Linked DNA regions of Macaca mulatta: region 2 is linked to region 1. Evidence: chromatin contacts called from public Hi-C data. All regions are on one chromosome and are shown on one strand. Each heading gives the region's core, a stretch centred on a gene start, on an enhancer-like site or on the middle of the called end of the contact. The rest is flanking DNA. Distances are from core to core; before and after follow the strand shown. Region 1 has its middle 890 kb from the start of TMEM121. Region 2 has its middle 1.8 Mb from the start of TMEM121.

Region 1 (2,898 bases), core at 392-2,891:
ATGCCTCATTCACATAAGAACATGAGGATATTATAAAATAATTGTGGTGAGTGAAGGAAGCTGAAGAATTCACAGAAAATCTCAAGTGATTTTATTTGTATGAATTGTAGAAGATGCAACTATTGTAAATTAACATGAAGAAGATCTGAATTTTCTGAGGAAAAGGATGGTAAGAGTAAAACATGATGAAATGAAATTACAGAGAAGTGAGAGAAAAAAATAGAGTTTAATTTAATTGCTAACAGCACGATTGAAGTGCTGATTCAATGACTGCACATATATGTCAACATTTCCCAAATGCTGCACTATCAATTTGTTTTCATTATTAATTGATTTTAATAAAACAGTAACAAAAATGAATATATTGGCTGAGAAAAAGCAAGAAAGAGATAAATATTGACACTTGAATAATCACGGACTCCTGACAATACATGCATGTGAACACTGATTGTGTATTTCAGGTAAACGCTACAAATGGCAAAATTCCATAAAGTTGTTATGACAGGTGGGACATCCTGAAAACCCCTCTAGGCATGTCCCACACCACCCTGGAGTTGTCTCAGGGGAGCCGACTCCTCCAGCGTTTAGAGTCACAGGCACAGATAATAGGGCTAACTCTGTCCAGATGTGTGATATTGGACATATTGCACAGCTGCTCTGTTCTGCATGTAATCATCTTCTCTAAAAATGTGACATTCACACTTGCATTAAGTACATTCTACAAGTATGTAAAAATTAAATAAGACGATGAATACTAAATGATTATCAAGGCACAATCACATAATCTGAAGTTATATTTCCTGAGAGATAGAATTGACTCCAGTGTTTTCCGGGACACTCTCCTCTGCTCTGAGCACTGCCCTCTCCTCAGCCGCCCCACCCCAGAGCTTGCTATATAGCAAGAGACATGCAAATAGGTCCCTCCCTCTTCTGGTGAAAAGCAGCCCAGCCTTGACCCTGCAGCTCTGGGAGAGGAGCCCAGCCCCAGAATTCCCAGGTGTTTCTGTTCGGCGATCAGCACTAAACACAGAACACACCATGGAGTTTGTGCTGAGCTGGGTTTTCCTTGTTGCTCTTTTGAAAGGTAATTGAGAGTGAAGTAGAAATACTGTGTGTGAGGAGACATGAGTGAGAGGAACAGTGGATATGTTTGGCGTTTGTGACCTTGGTGTCTTTTTGTTTGCAGGTGTCCAGTGTGAGGTGCAGCTGGTGGAGTCTGGGGGCGGCTTGGCAAAGCCTGGGGGGTCCCTGAGACTCTCCTGCGCAGCCTCTGGATTCACCTTCAGTGACTACTACATGCACTGGGTCCGCCAGGCTTCAGGGAAGGGGCTGGAGTGGGTCTCACGTATTAGTAATGGTGGTGGTAGCACATGGTACGCAGACTCCGTGAAGGGCAGATTCACCATCTCCAGAGAGAACGCCAAGAACACACTGTATCTTCAAATGGACAGCCTGAGAGCTGAGGACACGGCTGTCTATTACTGTGCGAGAGACACAGTGAGGGGAGGTCAGTGTGAGCCCAGACACAAACCTCCCTGCAGGAACGCGGGGGGAAATCAGCGGCAGGGGGCGCTCGGGACCCACTGATCAGAGTCAACCCGGAAGCCGGTGCACACGGAGGCTGATTTCCTGTCAGGATGTGGGACGTCATCTTTTTACAGTTTCTCTAGTGAACCTCTCTGAGTTTAGAACTCTGTGCTTAGTAATGTCATCTCTACATATTTTTTAAACGACTATTTATTATGATAACCTATTTTCATATGCACAAAATGCAGATTGTTGTTTACAGAGATGAAAAGTCCTCACCAGGATCAGAGTCCTGAGGAAGCTCAGGGGTGCCTGGGGAGATTTCTCCAATCAGACCCAGGACAGAAACCTCAGGGAGATTCCTGGACTAGAACAGTCTTTGGGATTCTGATCGCAGTCAATAGAGAGGCTGGGCCAGGGTCAGTGTCATGTAGAAGCTCACAGGTTTCTCGTCTGACCCTTCTCCTGACACTAAAGCCAGTCAGTATCAGACTGACCTGGTGCTGCTTTTGCTCACAGACTTCGTTCTTTCTTTGTAGTGTTTGTTCTTCCTTTTAAATTTTATTTTCCTGCTTTCTGAAAAAGAAAAAGATGGTCTCCATGGTCTCCATTCCAGGGCTCAAGGCATTTTCTTGGAGCTCAGGTGAGGCTCAGGCTGTGTCTCCTGCAGCAACGTGGGTGAGGCTGATGGAACTTCCTTCTCTCCCCATTTTCTCAGGACCCTCCACTGTGTTGTGTGTAGACTCATCTGGGAATGCAACTGGTCGTTAATAGTGAAAGGGATAAACGTATTTGATCAAAATGGGATGTGAATGTGGAATTAACCCTGTTCTGTGCAAACTATCGGACTCATCTGCTTCAGAAGTAGTGTTAGAAAGAGGTTGTAAAATTTATCGGAATCAGAATGGAGCCACTTATGAAGCTGGGGAAGGTGATGAAGCTGGGAAAGGCCATGAAGGAGGTTCTAACACCCATATTCGTGGTAACAAGAACTATTATAAATAGACTCTGCACAACCACAACTTTGCACCGAGGCCAACACAACCATAAAATAATTACTTCTCCAAGAATATCTGCCCATCAAACTGCCTGTACAACCTTATACCGATGTCACCCGTTGCTGATCCTTCTACCCCAGGATAATTGTCTCAAAACAACTGATGTAATACTCCTCATTTTTCCTTAATTTTTTTTCTTTCCATGCCAACCTGAATGCACCCATACATATTTCAATTGCAATACACATCCTAGAATAAATATTATTATATTTTCATAATATATTATTATATTATATTTTAATAATATATTATTATATTTTAATAATATCATATTATTATATTTTAGAGTCTCTTTCTGCCTGTTATTCAGTTG
Region 2 (3,105 bases), core at 260-2,759, 920 kb before region 1:
TTTCGTGCCATCATCATATTTCACCACAAGACACCCTGCACTACATCCGTTCTAACGCATGTGAGTGTTTGTATGATTCGAAAATGATATTTTCGGGCCAGGTGCGGTGGCTCATGCCTGTAATCCCAGTACTTTGGGAGGCCAAGGCGAACAGATCACCTGAGGTCAGGAGTTCAAGACCAGCCTGGTCAACATGGTGAAACCCCATTTCTACTAAAAATATAAAAATTAGCCAGGCCCAGTGGCACACGCCTGAGGCAGGAGAATCATTTGAACCTGGGAGGCAGAGGTTGTGTTGAGCGGAGATCGCACCACTGCACTCCAGCCTGGGCAACAGAGGGAGACTCCATTAAAAAAAGAGAGAAAAAAAGAAAATGATATTTATATCAATATATAACCAGAGCTATGTGTGTCAAGTTGTCTTCTTCATCTTTCGTCAGCCTTGTCCATAAAGACTAATTCCCTGTAATTACTTGAGGGCCTCATAAATTGTGGTCAATTATGTAACATTCCTCTCTTTTTTCTGCCTTCCTTCCTCCCTTCTCTCTCTCACCAGAAACTGACATACACCCACCCCACAACACACGTAAATCTATACGTTTTATTCCCCGATGTATTTCATAAACTTGATTAATGTGCAGCTTTTCAAGCTTAGTTGCTTATGTTGTTGTAAGAATAAGAACCATGTGTTTTCCAGCTGTGTACCTCTCTAAGCTGAGTAGCATCGGCTTATAAAACCCAGAATGAAAAACAACTCAAATGTCAATCATCAGCTTAATTGGTAAAGAAACAGTGGAAAAGTCATTCATTGGTGTATTAACCACTACTACAATCAACTAATGTTGGATACTGTCAACAGTATGGTAAAACTCACAAGTACTTCTAATGAGTAAAATGAGCCAAACAAATAAAAGTATGTACATAAGATACAAGTTTTATAAATTTTATTGAATGAAGAGTAATCTAAACTTACATAAAAATCAGTAGTTCACTGTGAATATTGTAGGAGAAGGGAAGGTCTAGGAAGGAGGAATTACAGAACAAGAGAAAATTTTGTGGAAATTGACTTGTTATCTATGTTGATAATGATTATGGTTGGGACAATATTAGTAAAATTGAACACTTCATAAAGATATTTTAAATTTAACCTCATTAAAGATAGTACTAATTATAACATGTATAATTTGGTAGAAAAGGAGTTAGAGATAAGTAAAATACATGAAAAGTCAGAGACACCTGAAATACACAGTAATGAGTCCTGGGCATCTCTGCATTTTTAGAGCAACATTAGAATACAGCAAAATAATGGAATAATTCTATGACATTAAGAAAGTTTATCAAACCCACCAGGCATGTTGTATTAGTTCATTTTCACACTCCTATAAAGAACCACGTGAGACTGGGTAGTTTACAAAAAAAAGAATTTTACTTGACTCACAGTTCTGCACAGCTGGGGAAGCCACAGGAAACTTAAATCATGGTGGAAGGGGAAGGGGAAGCAAGGCACGTGTCACGTGGCAGCAGGAGAGACAGAGAGAGTGACACACACGTTTAAACCCTCAGGTCTTGTTAGAACTCACTATCATGAGAACAACATGGGGAAACTGCCCCCATGATCCAATCACCTCTCACTCGGTCCCTCCCTTGACATGTGGGGATTACAATTTGATATGATATTTAGGTGGGGACACAAAGTCAATCCATATCATACGTCCAGCTCTATCCTGGAGTTGTTTCAGGGATCCAGTGTGTCCTGTTGATAGAAACCATGGCACCGGGCTCCCAGTATCAGCAGTATTTGACACCATGCAAAGCCAAGAGATCTCAACCGATATTTAGTGTGGATGTTGTGTCTGATGAAGTCATACTCTCAGAGCAAGTGAATATGGAAAGGTTTATTATCTGCACTGTGGAGGTGTCTGCTGAGAGCAGGGCAGTTCTCTCGGGAATGTCTAAAACGGCTTGGTAGAGGAGGAATGGAGACTGACTCAGGGTTTTTATTATGGTTTGGTGGTGGGGGCCGAGGGAGGCTTCCCCCTCACAGAAAGGGGTTTGTAGGGTTTGAAACTCCCACTGGCATCACATGAAGAAGCTCCTGTGACTGCAAACTAGATTCACCTTGTTCGACAAAAGAGGAGATGACAGAGGAGTGAGACTTAAGTCTCAAAAAGTAGTGTGACAACTTATTCTATGAAACAAGAATAAAAATAACGAATAAGCAAAAAGATAAGGTTCAATATGGGTGGACAACATAGATGTCTACAGGAATGTGATGACTTTATAAATATAAGCAAAGAATACTGAAAAAAAGGAGTAGGGGTTGGGGAATTAGAAAGGGGTCCTGGTCTAATGCCTTGGGTAGAAGCTTCTCACAACAAAGGGCTATCAGCTTATTCTGCAGGTCTTAGGCCAGCTATCTGCTTAAACACATCAGAAACGTCAGAGAATCTATAAGGATGCTCAGTTTAATATTTCTTATTTAAGTAGCTTTACAGTTGTGTGGAATTCTTTATTGATTCTTTTTAATTTGTTTTTAGAGACAGGCTCTTACCCTGTTGCACAGTTTAAAGAACAGTTGTATGATCAAAGCTCACGGTAATTTTGAACCCCTGACTCACATAATCTTCCCATCTTAGCTTCCTGAGTGTCTAGAAGTAGAGGGAAATGCCACCCCTCACCTGCTTATTCTTTAATATATTTTTTTCCATAGAAATAGCGTCTCTTTATGCTGCCCAGGCTGGCTGCGATTGCCAGGTCTCGTGGGGTTTCCCTGACTTTGCTTCTGAAAGTGGTGTGATTATAGGGATGATCCACTGCATCTGGCCTGCATTGAGTCTTTAGTTGTAAAATATGAACCCAACAATTAACTGCCTGAATGTTTTCTGCAGTGAGTTATTTAAAAGTATCTGACAAGATTCCTTCCAATATGATTCAAGAGCAGTATTTTCTGCAGATGTTCCTTCCAGTTTCCTTGCTGAAGATCACAAGAGTCTGTGGAAAAGATGTAGTAAAAAGGCCACCTCAAACTCTTCATGATTGGAGTGGATATCACACAGGAATCACTTTCAGTATTTTGTAACACATGCATGCAATGGAGCAAACATG

Evidence for each region. A called contact is a pair of places that touch in the nucleus more often than the background predicts.
Region 2: a contact with region 1 is called in a Hi-C map of blood, with 13 times the contacts expected there. The contact joins two enhancer-like sites. A contact is called at or near these places in 4 of 14 Hi-C or Micro-C datasets (blood, fetal cortical plate, round spermatid and 1 more).

The regions. Positions count from the first base shown.
Region 1 is chr7:179,841,649-179,844,546 of T2T-MMU8v2.0, reverse strand. It overlaps LOC106995637. Among named protein-coding and RNA genes, the nearest start is that of TMEM121, 890 kb to the right of the region's middle. Within about 2 kb of position 1,641, at least 4 of the 40 cell types and tissues checked have an H3K27ac peak or open chromatin away from gene starts, as enhancers often do.
Region 2 is chr7:180,757,450-180,760,554 of T2T-MMU8v2.0, reverse strand. It overlaps LOC106999633. Among named protein-coding and RNA genes, the nearest start is that of TMEM121, 1.8 Mb to the right of the region's middle. Within about 2 kb of position 1,509, at least 2 of the 40 cell types and tissues checked have an H3K27ac peak or open chromatin away from gene starts, as enhancers often do.